Linked DNA regions of Zea mays: regions 1 and 2 are each linked to region 3. A link is a contact called in public Hi-C data. All regions are on one chromosome and are shown on one strand. The core of a region is the stretch at or near the end of the contact, and the rest is flanking DNA. Distances in the headings are between cores, read along the strand shown.

What was found. A called contact is a pair of places that touch in the nucleus more often than the background predicts.
Region 1: a Hi-C map of leaf shows a contact between it and region 3, with 6 times the contacts expected there. The contact joins the promoter of LOC103643251 here to the promoter of LOC103643252 in region 3. A contact is called at or near these places in 6 of 25 Hi-C or Micro-C datasets (bundle sheath, ear, endosperm and 2 more).
Region 2: a Hi-C map of leaf shows a contact between it and region 3, with 5 times the contacts expected there. The contact joins the promoter of LOC103643254 here to the promoter of LOC103643252 in region 3. A contact is called at or near these places in 3 of 25 Hi-C or Micro-C datasets (ear and leaf).

Annotation. Positions count from the first base shown.
Region 1 is chr1:215,035,705-215,040,810 of Zm-B73-REFERENCE-NAM-5.0, reverse strand. LOC103643251 reads right to left here and starts at 2,011. Exons shown (of 3, transcript XM_008666404.3): 1 at 1,597-2,011; 2 at 1-348. The coding sequence starts at 1,935.
Region 2 is chr1:215,411,208-215,416,082 of Zm-B73-REFERENCE-NAM-5.0, reverse strand. LOC103643254 (receptor-like protein kinase) reads left to right here and starts at 1,512. Exons shown (of 5, transcript XR_560915.4): 1 at 1,512-1,705; 2 at 2,653-4,875.
Region 3 is chr1:215,209,648-215,214,724 of Zm-B73-REFERENCE-NAM-5.0, reverse strand. LOC103643252 (protein ecdysoneless homolog) reads right to left here and starts at 1,512. Exons shown (of 5, transcript XM_008666405.3): 1 at 184-1,512. The coding sequence starts at 1,337.

The sequences.
Region 1 (5,106 bases), core at 762-3,261, 170 kb after region 3:
ACTAATTAAGCTTTTAGGTGCAGCATGCACTTCCAATCTAGATTCATGGCTTTTGCTATCTGTTCTTTTATTTTCCTGCTCCAAAAAATGAGTTTGTGGAAGAGAAGCAGAAGTCATCTCTTCTTTTCTTTCAATGAAAAATGAATCTAAGTTAGCAGCAGATAAATTTAGTGTATCCACAGAAGATGATTGCTCCTTTGTTATGGAACTTGGAGATGTTTCCTTATTTTCAGGGAGGCATGTGATTTTTAAGTCCAGTAGATCAGATATGATCATCCCACTGTTTGGTGGTGGTACATCCTTGCTTTTATTCGAAGCTGTAGTGTCAGTATCGAATTCTACAATCTCCTGAATGATAAAGGGAAAAGAAGTAGAAAAAAATCTTACATCAGCCATGAACATTGAACTTCAGAAACGAGACTATGTTTCCTGCATACTTTGAATTTAAAGAGAACTAGGACAACGATATCAATACACGTAAATTCACCACATATCTATCATAATGGAAGATTCAATCATATTAAAATCAGTACATAGTTACAATGTATGAAAGATCAATGTCTGTTAAACCGCATGGAGCTTGCATTCCATAAATGGCTTTTACACATTAATGAATACATAGTGAGTTAGCAAGTAAGCACTACATGCAAATGTAGTAGTAGTCAAATATAAACAAATAGCTAAGCAGGTATGCATGGATATCCAACAATATAAGCATTCTCTACACCCAAAAGTTAGCACCATCAGAAATTAGCAGCTTGACAATTACAATTCATTTAAAATAGGAATTTGTTTGGGTTGTTCTCTACTTGGCATTAGTGATTGAGGGATTCTGATTGTAAGCTCATCTATATAATGACAAACACTGAAGAAATAAAGCAAGCAAGAATTTGGTCTTCTTTTACCCCTCTGTCTCTCTGTGTGTACTCTGCCACACCGTCAGCTCCAGCGAGGCAAAGCGAGGTCCTCGCGGTCCCATTGAGCATCACCACGATCACACTCACCACCACAGCCAAGCACCCACAGTAGCAAGTTTAAATTCTAGGGGGGAAAATGGTACCAAAGGCCCTGTTCAGCCAAATCAGATTCTCCTAAACTATAATACATGACTGGATGAATGGATGAGCGTGTAAGGATCTGTTTGGCATGGCTTATTTGCAGTTTATGCCCTTTTTATCAAAATCCAAATTTCACTAGCTCTGGTTAATGTAGCATGTCTACAGCCTCATTATAATTCCTTATTTTGTATTGTGCATGCCTCACAACTCAAAACCCTAGCAGAATATTTCTTTCATGGCTCTTGAATTCTGAGCAAATCAAAATTTCCAAACAAGGTATACTATTCATACAGACCCGTTGGCAACCGACATTTCTCTAACTACTGGGCACTTTCCTAGGAATAGCACTGCGTAATAAGTAAAAAAAGCGATAGCAATTCCACAAACAGTTGTATTAGAAGATCTCCAGGAGAATAACATCATCTTCTTTCCCGAATGCTGGCTCAGCTTTGCTAGAAAGAAGAGCTAACAGATCCTAAGCAACAAGAATCAAATCTACAGATTCTTAGCGTCAAATAATGTGGGAAGGAAAGCTCACGGATCCGTCGAGTCCAAGCGAGCCGAGCAGCCACTGGTAGGCCACGCCGTCACGGAAGGCGACGCCGCCGCTTCCACCGCCTTCAGCCTCCTCCCCGCGCCTGGGGCACCCGCAGTAGGTGCAGAGGGCAGACCGCACACCGCGCAGGAGCCCTCCCGAGGCCCCGCAGCGCACGCATCGGAGCTCCGCCGACACGGAGGCGGCACACGAGTCGAAGGCTGCGACGGCATCGGCGACGGAGGGGAAGGGAGGGGCGGGTGCATCTTCTACAGAAGGGGCGAAGGTGGCCTCACGGAGAGCGGACTGGAGGCGGTGGATGACAGCGGTGGGGATCTCCATCGGCGGGGAGGAGCGGGCAGGAGTGTGCTGGGAATTCAGATCTCTCCAGGTCCCCCTGGCTGTGTTGGGCTGGAGAAATTTGCTATTTTGCCACTCTCAATTTTGGCTGTTTGTTATTATGCCATCCCGTGTCTATGACTGGTGGGACCGTCTGTGTCTATGATTTGTGGGTCCGATGGCATACTGGCGAAGCTCACAAATGATAATGGCAAAATTGCCAATGGCTCGTTGGGCTGGGCAGTTGGGGTTGGCGCTTCGCCCTCGTCCCTCTTCCAGGTCCCCCTGGCTGTGTTGGGCTGGGCAGTTGGGGCAGTGTGGGACGTGACAAATTAGCGGCCCTTCAAGTTGCTTTGTATGGTGACATGATCACATCATCCACAATAGTGTGTCCACATATCATTTTATTAGAGTAGAAAAATAATTTAATTCTGTAATTCATTTCTTTATCTTTGCTATATCAAAGCACCAGTTTCAACGGTATTTCTTTAGAATCAACCAACACTTTTATAATCTTTCTCTGCTGCTATAATAGAAGAGTTTATATAAAAAATAAGTTGAAATTATGTATAAGTGAATGTTTGAACCTTGGTTGTTGGCTCCATATTTACACTCACCTAATCAATAGAAAACATATATTTTATGCTTTATTAAAACAAAATTTATTCTATGTCATATATAACGTAGCAATGCACGTTACCTAAAATAAACGAGTTTCCCTCTCTTCCTCTATAATATAAACTTTACACGAAAATAGAGACACACGATAGAACCAGTGAACCACCGTCATATGCTAATATATTATCATCCTATCCCTGCAATATAAAGTTTGCACAAAAATAGACACACGGCAGCACTATTTTATCTACTACTCACTCCTTTTTTTTATTTATCACGGGTTAGTTCAAAAATAAACTAACAGGTGATAAATATTCAAGAACGGAGATAGTGTTATTGTATATCAGAAAAAGATGTGACTCATCCAAATATTGCCTACTTATCATATATCTCAAACCTCACGGACTCTCATGTCAAACCGACAAGACGTCATGGGTTCATCGAACACTTGCATAAAGACGGCATATATAGAACAGTACAATAGGCAATGACGATAGCACGCGTTCGCGAGCCGAGCACCCTCATCGTCCACTCTCTCACATCACCCTTGCTTATGTGCAGCTAGATACCAAGTACGCATCCTCTCTACCTTAGACAATAACCTCAATCGAAGAGACCAAATCGAGGAGTGTCTCGAATTTATCCATGTGTGGTGAATGGTTCATGATTGACATAAGAGTTGACATGTTTGAGGCTTTTGAGTTTATACTAACAAATGTTATTCGTGTGCGCAATATGTATAAAAATAGGACTACGAGTTACCAGTAGATATGAGTTGTTCTTTAATGTATGAGCGCAAGTCATAAATCATGTGCATATATGAGATATGTGCAGCGTGACTCAATACATATTGGAATCAGACAATGTATTTATCATTGCTAGACGCAAGTATGAGAACATGTATGAGACATGAAGGCATTAGTACAATGTAGGACCGTCTACTGCTAGTTATTAGTTAGGGGAGGTGGACGAACAAAATGATTAAAGAAAAAAATGTAATATGGTAATATATAGATATAGGTATATGTGTATTGTATGTATCTGAATATTTTTTTATACTAGGTAAAATGCATGCGCGGCACGCGCATGTGAAGAAAAATAGCAAACCCATCCATACCATTGGCCAAAAACCAAACCGCGTCAGTGTTCAAATTTGTGGATGTTGCGACTGTATCGATGCCGGCAGTCTCGCAGCTATAGGTGGTAATATAGCTGGTAATGGATCACGATCTAAATGGTTCTTCACAAAATATTAGGGTTCTAAATAAATTTTAGTTCAAAAATAAATAGAAATAGAACTCAATTCTAATATGATTCGATCCTTAAATCTTAGGGGGCTGCATAGGTGTATATTTATGATGTGCCTATTAGACCGGCCCAAAACACATAATTTCAGGCACGATCCAACCTAATTGTGAACTTGGATCGGCACGATCCAATGTGTGTCAAGCCCATGAGCAGGCTTGACACGACCCATTTAATTAAGGTCCATCGAAGCCCACTAAACATAGACTCATTATTTAACTAAGGTTCGTCAAAGCTCACAAAATCCATTATTTAACTTGGAGAATCTAGAGCTTCAACAGGCTTTGGAGAACTAATACCTAGATAGAGATAGTGATGATGATCATTGTATGTGTATTTAGTATGGCTATAAAGTACTCAACTAAACACTAAACAGATTACTCTTTTTTCTTACTGACCAAATGTTTTTAATGTGGTAGTCACAAAACATCTTAGTTTTATTTTGGTCATATATATATATATACTACTTTATAAGAGCCCAGTATAGGCGTCCACAATTCCACATGGTGCACGCTCTGCCCTCCTCCGCGACCCCCTTCCCCTGCTCCGCCTGACCGTGATTCTCGCTGGCAAACCTGACTGTCATCCTCCTCCCCCGCCTCCCTTCCATCTTCGGCCGCCCTTCCATACTCCTCCCCGCGCCCCTTCCATGCCTCCGCCTCCCGTCCCCGTCCTCCATGTCCGAGATCCCCGCCCCCAACAGAGCAGGTGGGGTCAATCCCGCGACAAAAAGAAAGAGAAGATCCAGCGCGCAATTGTGGAGGCAACACGTGCGGGGGAGCAGGCAGAGAGCCTCGGAGAACCCACCCACCCTCCTCGACGCGGTGCAGCAGTCAACAGAGAGGGAGGAGAGAGCGCGGCACGGGGCACCCACCTCCGATCGCAGATGACGAGGTTGCCCCCGTCGAAACAGATGAAGCAAACGACCTCCTCCTCGTCCTCCCTCCGCCTAGCGGGCTGGGCCGGTACCACCACACCCGCGCTGTCTTTCCTCTTGGGCGGCATCCCCCTTCTGCGTCTGCGCGAGCGGCGGCATCGGCGGGGGCGCGGGAGAGGTGACCGCGTCCCCGATGACATCCTCCCCCTCTGCTAGCTCCCCATGGCGCCCTCCTCAGCCTCGACCACTCCCAGATCCCGTCATCCGCCGCCATCAACACCCTCCTCCCAGACCAGTCCACCGCTGCGATGCTTCGCTCAGCTCCCCCTCGCGCTTTCGTCGCCGTCGTGATCCACTGCCGCAAAAGCCATCAA
Region 2 (4,875 bases), core at 263-2,762, 200 kb before region 3:
AAGAAAAGAGACTTCATAAAAACTTATTTCTGCTATTTTTAATTATATCTTTAAATATTATTATATTTTAGGATAGATAGTAGATACATAAAAATTGTCAAAAGATGAAAAGGCATAAAAATATTTAAATAACTCGCCAAATGTAAATGATGATTTAAATAATGTGTTTAGCAATTAATTGGTCTATGCCATTTGATATAATACTAGTGTAGGATAAAGCTTGCATTTAGCTAAAGATGTCCATAAGATCATTTGAAAAGATATAAGCCTGCTTATACATATTGTCCTTTAGTTGTATTTACGTTCTAAAACTTGAGTTTTATTATGCAATATTTATACTTGAAGAACTGATCCTAGGAAGCAATAACCTATTAGAAAAGCCATTCAAGGTAGGCTTCATCCGTCGCAAAAACGTGGGTTTGACTCGGATCAGAGTAGCAAACCTATGGATGCAGAAATGGAGATTTTTTTCTACAGTTCTACTAAGGGGGTGTTTGGTTTCTAGAGACTAATTTTTAGTCCCTACAATTTATTCCATTTTAGTTCCAAAATTGCCACATATAGAAATTAAAACTCTATTTTAGTTTCTATATTTGTCAATTTATAGACTAAAATAGTATAAAATGATGGGACTAAACATTAGTCCCTAGAAACCAAACACCCCCTAAGATAATATAGTGAAAAAATACTGGGTATTTCTTTGGCATCCAACGCCCCCAAATCCCCGATTAAAATTGCCGCCAGTCTGAAACGAAATTCAAAAGCTCACGCCCCAGTCCGGTGTGTGAACTTGCGCCGCGCAGACCACAGTGTGCGAACGCAACGCAAGTTGACCGCGGGCGCAGGCCATCCACACACAGCCGACAACCGGTATGCCCGTGTGGCCGTGTGAGGAAGGGGTGGATTACCGCGTGTCGTGTCGTCCCTCCGCCTCCGCTGGGCTCGCATCAAAAAGGAAGGCGGCGCGCCTAGAGATGGCAATGGTACCCGCTACCCGAAACCCGATGGGGTTTTTGCTCTATTAGGGTATGGGTTTGGGTCAATTTCTCTACCCATGGGTTTGTTAATGGGTTCAAATGGAAACCCAACGGGTACGTGGGTATGGGTTTGTTCTTCCACTACCCATACCCGCAAACCCATGGGTTTTTAAAACCCGCCTTAAAATCAACATTCCTTATAAATATGCCTCATAATATTATTAATTGAACATGTTCTAATTGAAATAAACCTCATGCAACAAATTTTAGGCTAAAATTAGTTATCACTTGTTCCTTTTATGCTAGCTTATTAATGTATTGATTGTCATTTACATGATGAATTATTTTTTATGTTGATGTTAGTGGGTATGGGACACCCGTTGGGTATCCGAAACCCGCATGGGTATGGGTTTGGGCCAAATTTTATACCCGTCATGGGTATGGGTTTTTTAGCGAGCGTAGTTTTTCTTCGCGGGTATGGGTTTGAGCAAGTAATACCCAACGGGTTTTTACCCATTGCCATCTCTAGGCGCGCCTGTCTAAAAACCGGTGGCTTCGCTCGCTTGTGCTCGTGCCTGCGCCAACAGTCCGCCGCGCTGCCGGTGCTCTCTCATTCTCGTCCGCCATGGATGCTTCTACTAGTGCTACTAGTGAAAACTAGAGCAACGCCTGCCGGTCTCTGTTTCGCAGGATCCTCCCGCCCTGCGTGCACAGAGTTGCTGTCTCTGGTGAGCGCTGCACACTCGCCTCCCCCTGTTCTTCTCTCCTGGTCGAGCAGTTTCCGCCCGTACTATACTTCCTGGCCTGTGTGCTGCTTGTCGTTTGACTCCGAGGAACCGCCGCTCCATCATTCGTTTCGTTCCTGCTGTCTGCCTGCCTTGTCTGTTGCATTCGCATCTGCCTGGTAGTTCTCGGGTTGCTGGCAGCGCGGGCTGTCAAATGGAGAGTGTGTTGTTCAGGAACGAAGCAAATTCGATGGCTGTTTCAGTGTCTAGCCCGCTGAAATGAGCTTTCCTGGGTGCAGATTTCGCTGGGGAGTGGGGAATGTTTCTGCTGTGCCTAGGAAGCTTCTTCATTCTTGTGTGGAGCCGTCGGCGTAGTAGGACAGAGGGCGTCTCGCTTGCTTGCAGTTGCAATCGAGGTGACCATTTTTTTTAAGAAAATAAATCGGGGTGTCCATCAGCCCATATGGTGGTGTCCATTATTTTTAGAAATAGAGAAATGCTTCTGTGTTCGAGATCGGATCCCATCTTATTGATTAGTAGTATGTTGAACAGAAGAACGGCTTTAATCAGAACTGCCGGTGGTTCACTTCATTGTCCATGGTGTCTATCAAATTGGGGGGCTCTAGTTAACCACACTAATTTATGAGTACTACGGAGTAGTACATTATTACGTTCTAACATGAGTACGTGTTCTACTCGGCGGAGAAAATTGTCTAGTAGTATGTGTTTCAGAACAGTAGGCAGGGCTTGTTCAAGATTCTTAACGTTGCAAAAGTGTTTCTACCACCTTTTATCGGGAAAAAGAGTAGCTTGCAGTTTCATCAAATTATTCTGGAACCTTGCTTTTATGGGAAAACTAATCCCCGTTTGTTTGATGGCAATTTTGGTTGATGGAAACTGTTCATATATGCAATCCCCATCTGATTGTGCGTTGAACTGCTTGTGTATAGGAGGGGGAAAAAGGGATCTTCTGCTCACTTCTATACCAAATTTTCGGGGACAAGATGAAGCTGGTTTTATGGCATCAGTTTTTTCTCTTCTTCGTGTTAGTTTCAACATCACAGGGTATGAGTTCAGATGGCCTAGCTCTTCTTGCTCTGTCCAAAAGCCTCATACTACCAAGTCCCATAAGAACCAACTGGAGTGATTCTGATGCAACTCCCTGTACATGGAGCGGTGTTGGTTGCAATGGAAGGAACAGAGTCATCTCTCTCGACCTATCATCGTCAGGTGTTTCGGGTTCTATAGGACCTGCAATAGGGCGTCTGAAATACCTGCGGATTCTCATCTTATCAGCTAACAACATATCTGGTTTGATCCCTCTAGAATTGGGAGACTGCAATATGCTTGAAGAACTGGATTTGTCCCAAAACCTGTTTTCTGGCAATATACCAGCATCATTGGGCAACCTCAAGAAATTGTCATCACTGTCACTGTACCGCAACTCCTTCAATGGAACAATACCAGAGGAGTTGTTCAAGAACCAGTTTCTGGAGCAAGTGTACCTACATGACAATCAGCTCAGTGGTTCGGTGCCCTTATCGGTTGGTGAAATGACAAGCCTTAAGTCACTGTGGTTACAGGAAAATATGTTGTCTGGAGTTTTGCCCAGTTCAATTGGAAACTGCACCAAGTTGGAGGATCTGTATCTACTCGATAATCAACTGAGTGGCAGTATTCCTGAAACCTTGGGTATGATCAAAGGTCTCAAGGTTTTTGATGCTACTACCAATAGTTTCACAGGTGAGATCTCTTTCAGTTTTGAGGACTGCAAGCTAGAAATATTCATCTTGTCTTTCAATAATATAAAAGGTGAAATTCCATCATGGCTGGGGAACTGCATGAGCTTGCAACAACTTGGATTTGTCAATAATAGTTTGTATGGCAAAATTCCAAATTCTCTTGGCTTATTGAGCAACCTCACATATCTTTTACTTTCACAGAACTCCCTTTCTGGGCCGATCCCACCTGAGATTGGTAACTGTCAGTCGCTGCAGTGGCTAGAGTTAGATGCAAACCAGCTGGATGGCACTGTTCCTGAAGAATTTGCAAATTTACGGAGTTTGTCAAAGCTCTTTCTTTTTGAGAATCGCCTCATGGGAGACTTCCCTGAGAATATTTGGAGTATCCAAACCCTCGAGAGTGTCCTACTTTATAGCAACAGATTCACAGGGAAGCTACCTTCAGTGTTAGCTGAGCTGAAGTTCCTAAAGAACATCACACTGTTTGATAATTTCTTCACTGGAGTCATACCACAGGAGCTAGGTGTTAATAGCCCCTTGGTCCAGATAGATTTCACAAACAACAGTTTTGTTGGTAGTATCCCACCAAACATCTGTTCAAGAAAAGCATTGAGAATTTTGGACTTAGGGTTTAATCATCTCAACGGTAGCATCCCATCCAGTGTTGTGGACTGCCCAAGTTTGAAGCGAGTCATTTTACAAAACAATAACCTTAACGGGTCTATTCCACAATTTGTAAACTGTGCAAATCTAAGTTATATGGACCTAAGCCACAATTCCTTGAGTGGTAACATTCCAGCAAGCTTCAGCAGATGTGTAAACATTACTGAGATAAACTGGTCAGAGAACAAGCTTTTTGGAGCAATACCACCTGAAATTGGAAACTTAGTGAATCTGAAAAGACTTGACCTCTCACACAACATATTGCATGGTTCGATCCCTGTGCAAATTTCCAGTTGCTCCAAGTTGTACTCACTTGATTTGAGTTTTAACTCATTGAATGGTTCGGCCCTCCGCACCGTAAGCAACTTGAAGTTTCTGACACAGCTACGATTGCAAGAGAATAGATTCAGCGGAGGCTTGCCTGATTCTCTCTCACAATTGGAAATGCTTATTGAGCTGCAACTTGGTGGAAATATTCTTGGGGGTAGTATCCCTTCGTCATTAGGACAGCTGGTGAAACTGGGCACAGCCTTGAACCTTAGTAGCAATGGCCTAATGGGTGACATTCCAACACAATTGGGTAATTTGGTGGAGTTGCAAAACTTAGATTTTTCATTTAATAATCTCACAGGAGGCCTTGCTACATTGAGAAGTCTAGGCTTTTTGCAGGCCTTGAATGTTTCTTACAACCAATTTAGTGGACCAGTCCCAGATAATCTTCTGAAGTTTCTGAGTTCCACACCATATTCTTTTGATGGAAACCCAGGC
Region 3 (5,077 bases), core at 263-2,762:
CAATGGCTATAGCGTTCTTCAAAAAGAACAAATAATGCACAGCAAACCAGGTAGATTTTTGAAACGGTAGTGAACTAGAAATTAGACATTTTATGCATGGGATTGTTGCAGAATGACATCCTTTCGCATAGTAACAAAGCAGATAGGTGAATCCACATGGCTAGAAAGAGTGACTAGAAGCACCTTGTTCGGGAATACAAATTAGAGCTCTTGTAATATTGCATTGCATCTTCAATGACCCTCTTATACTCAATTGACCCAGGATACAGCCCGTCCAAGCACCCAGTTGCCTCCAAACTCTTCCTGTAAACATCCCACGTGCTACATTTACCTTCCTCGCCCTGCCGTTTCCTCTCCTGATACATCATCTCGAACCCACAGGCAATCTTCATCCCCAGCTCTGCCTCCATCCATTTCTCTGGCCCCTCCTCCCTCCTAGGCATCGGGTACCCCCTGGGAGCCTGAAAGTTCTGCTGCACAAGCTGTGCGTACATTGCCCGCGTCATGCGTACTGTGGTTCTCACTATCTCAATCCCTTCCCCACCAGGCCCTTTGAGGAATTTTTCCATCCTCGCCGCATGTTTCATGGTGTCAATGTCCCGGTCGTAGAAACCCTCGATGGCACGCGCGATCAGGCATGGCTCCTCCTTGAGCACCTTTGCCACGGGCGCCGGGACGATAACGCGTGCTGTGTGTAGGTTCTCCGCCGCCTTCTCGGGCAGCCCAGCGATACGGCGCTGTATGGCTGCCTGGATGGCGTCGGCAGCGCGGGTGTCGATGGAATCGTCGTAGATGGCGGCAAGGGCGGCTTCCAGGGACGGCGTCTCGGGGAAGAGGGAGGGCGGCAGGATGTGGAGCTCCCCGCGGAAGATGAAGACGCGATTGGGGGCGGATTCCGGGTCGAGCCACCGTGGGAGCGCGAAGGCGGCCTCGATGAGGAGGAACTCCCCGTCGGAGTCCCAGGCGCGGGCCGCGATGTCGGGGAAGGCGCGGGTGAGCGCGAAGAGGAGGGAAACGGCGATCCATTCGTCGGGGAGGGAGTCGCCGAAACGGAGCGCGCCGTGGAGGTGGGGCACGGGCGGCGAGGCGCAAAGCGCGCAGGGGGCGGCCGGGTCCGCCGGGAGGGTGAGCGTGAAGGGATCCCGGTGGAAGAGATGGGAGGATAGGAAGGGGGCGAGGTGCGAGAGGAGGGAGAGGTGGAGGGACTGGAGCGAGGCGTGGAGTGCGGGCGCGGGAAGGTGGCTGGGGAGTAGTATCGGGTAGACGGCGTAGAAGAGGCTATCTTCCGGCGAGCGACGGGAGGGGAACGGGAACGGGTTGGAGGCGGTGGCCGCCATGGAAACGAGGCAATAGGCTGGGGGAGAGAACGATGACAGGTCCGGGCACGGGGTTTTGGCCTTTTGGGTTTCTTTTTCTGAAACAGGTATCGGAGATTTTGATAGGGGCCGACGGGCTCGAAGCCTCGGATGCCGCCATGGCGGTCCGGGAAGGTGCGAGATTTTTGTGATTAGGACGGTAGCAGAATAGGTTTCGCTCGAAGGTAAAAGAGAGCCGACGGCTTCGCTTTTAACAATAACTCTTCTAAATGGACAAGCTCAATCGTTTTGTAGTGTTAAAGTCTCGTAATCCATTGTCGTCACCATTAGTTTAGGGTTTAGGAAAGGTTATAGGCCATCTGGACCATGTCCGTAAGATGCTAGAGAAGACTTCCATTATTTATGAACAAGATTTGAAGAATAAGTTTCCTTCTTGGGACTTCGATGTTTACCCTTCAGATGTTGATGACCCAGAGCTTAAATAAATCTCAGAAGATCCGGAGCTGTGGGAAATGGTGTCCGAGGACCTAAATGAAGAGAATAAGGAAGTTGTCTCTTTGTATGAGCAATGTCGTGCTATGGGTTATAATTTCGAAGAGATTTATGGCATTAGTTAGATGTGGCTGCAACATTTTGTTTTCAGGGCAAGAGATAAGTTGTTATTTTCATCATTTGAATCCATAGAAAGTCAAACCCTATGTGTAATGAGTTGTGTCTGGACTTATGTACTATGGTGGAGTTGTGTTATTGTAAGGAAAGCCTGCTTTCTATTCTAAGTTTATTGATGTACTTTGGTTGCAAGTCTATTTATTGTATGGAAGAGCCTTCTTTATATGGAACAACATATTTTCGGTTTTTAGTTAACTCTCTTTTTGTGGCAGATTTAGCTCATGTGGGTTTCAGATTATGAAACTGCCTGCTTTGTATTTTCACTTGAAACTGCCAGTTTGTGCCTATCAACCAGACTGAAACTGTCAGTTGGTTTTCAGATCAGCCTGTGTTGGCAGTTTCAGCGTAAATAATTTGCCTGCTTTGTCTGTTTTTGTGGTAGTTTTTAGTTTGATTTTGTGCCCATCGATCTGGAGCCACTCTCTTAAGTTTCATTATTCTATTTTCAGAAACTTGAAAATTGAAGTATCTGAAACAGTAAAACTGATTGATGGGCACAAATTGAAATCAGGCAGATTGTGTCTGAAACAACACAGAGATTGTGTCTGAAACAACACAGATAGATTGTGTCTAAAATAGATAGTACTCCAACTGCAACACACTAACTGAAACTAGTTCTGTGTTAATACTGTCGGCGTTTCGACCCCGGGGGTCCCTGGACCGACGAGTAAACTGTCGCTGCGTGTCCCAGCCCAGATGGGTCGGCGCGAGACGGAGCACGAAGGGGGGCAAGAAGAGGGAGACAGGCATAAAGGGGAAACCCGCGGCCTTCGTGTTGTCCTGCGCCCAGGTCAGGTGCGCTTGCAGTAGGGGGTTACAAGCGTCCGCGTGGGAGGGAGCGAGAGGCCTATACGCGCCGTCCCGTCCTCTCCGCGCGGCCAACCCTCTCGTACGAGAGCTCTGGACCTTCCTTTTATAGGCGTAAGGAGGGGGCCCAGGTGTACAATAGGAGATGTAGCAGTGTGCTAACGTGTCTAGCAGAGAGGAGCTAGTGCCCTAAGTACATGCCGTCGTGGCAGCCGGAGAGGTTTTGGCACCCTGTTCATGTGATGTCGTGGCTGTCGGAGGAGCGCTGGAGCCTTGCGGAAGGACAGCTGTCGGGGCTGTCGAGTCCTTGCTGACGTCTCCTTGCTTCCGTAAGGGGCTGAGAGCCGCCGTCGTCATGGAGCACGCGGGGCGCCATCATTATTTGTTTACCGAGGCGAGCCAGATGGGACGCCGGTCTTGTTCCCCGTAGCCTGAGCTAGCTAGGGGTAGGGTAATGATGCCCCCCCTGTGACGTGGTCGGTCCGAGCCCTGGGTCGGGCGAGGCGGTGGCTCCTCCGAGGTCGAGGTCGAGTCTGTCTTCCGAGGTCCCCTTTTGCCGGACCCGGTCCCCTTTTGACGGGGTCCGAGGGCTCGATGCCTCCCTCTGATGGGATTCCGTTACAAGATCGTTCCCGTTGGTCTCGGAAATGTCCTAGGGTACCTCGGGAGCGTAGCCCGAGCCTTGGTTATGTATCAAACGTACCCAGGGTCATCCCTCGCTCTGCGTCTGAGGCGGCTGTCGAACCCTTCGGGGGCCAGCCTACGAACCCCTGATCAGTAGTGGGCGCGGAGCCCGAGTGGCCTGAGGCGGTCGTTGAACCCTTCCGAGGGGTCGGCCTTCGAACCTCTGACCAGTAGTGGGCGCGGAGCCCGAGTGCTCTGAGGCGGCTGTTGAACCCTTCCGAGGGGCCAGCCTTTGAACCTCTGATCAGTAGGGGGGCTCGGGGCCCGCTTCCTTCGCGGAGAAGGATCCCTTTCGGAATATCTCCTTTCACGGTCCCTGTTGTAAGAGAGAGAAAGAGGAAGAGGAAAAGGATACGAAATCGAACGACGTGGCGCACCTTTTTTGACGCGGTCATTATGGCGGAAGCGAAGCGTCGCCTGCTTCGCCTGCCAAAGGTGCCGCCTGTCCTGCCGCAGAGTTAATGCGACGGGACGAGTGGCTCGCGGGGCGGCCGTCGCGCGTGCGCGGGCCGTTCGAGGAACGGGACACGGGCGCGTCGTCTTCACGCCGTGGGAGAGGGTTCTCTCGCTGTCCTAGGAGGGGACGTGAGCTTGCTGACGACTTGACCGCTGCTTCCGCCCGCCTGCCACCGCCATTACTGCCGGCCCATTTCTGGCCGTATCGACCGTCGCGCCTTCTCCCGCGGCTGACTGACCCGTGACTGATGTGCTCGGTTGGCACTGTTGGGCCGTGCGCAGGGTCGCCTCGAGTCGCGGCACTGGTTCCGCAGTCGAGGAGGCACGGTACTGGCGCAAGTGGCGGTGCAGTTTCTCGCACGTAGTAACCGGCGCGCCGGTTACATGACGTGTGGGCCTGGGCCTCCACACTGGACGCGTCGAAGTCGAAGGGGTGCGCCCCCCTTGGTGCGGTTGCATGCCGCCTGCATGGCGGTCCGCCCTTTCACTCGCTGGTCTGGGCGAAAGTGGAGAAGCGCTCGTAACCGTTGGGCAGTCGCGCGCACCGTGCGCGGCGGTTTTGGCTCCTTCTGTCCTAGGCCAGCTTGCACGATGCGTGGGACCCAGCCCCCATGTCGTAGGGGGAGGACCTTGGAGCGTGTTGGAGAAGACTCAGCCCGCGACGGCTGAGGACGCAAGTGGGGAGAGTTGCCTTTAAAAGGAGGGTGACCCCCTCGAAAGGCAACCATATCTTTGCGCTCCCTCATGCATCGCGTCTTTCCACCTTCTGAGCCCACGGATGGGGGGCGCCCACGGTTCTTCCGCCCTGTCGTCGTTGGAGGAACACAACTTCGCGGAAGTTGGTACCTTTCAGCCATCGTTCGGCTTCAAGGATTTTCATCAAGCAGCCTGTCACACCCGGTTTTAGAAGGCAAACTGAATGCGAACCATGTACGTGCCAGGATCAGCAATTCACGTACACAACAGTTACATAACATGGACATCATCACACAGTGCTCAAATAGTATTAAAAAGGGAAATAATAGTCGATTACATCATATGTCTGAGACATCCACATAGTCTTTACAATAAATCAAAGTGCGGAAAAGAAACGTAGATAAACGCGGCCTTCACAGGCAGCCGACTGGGGGTTGCCGCTAACCCAC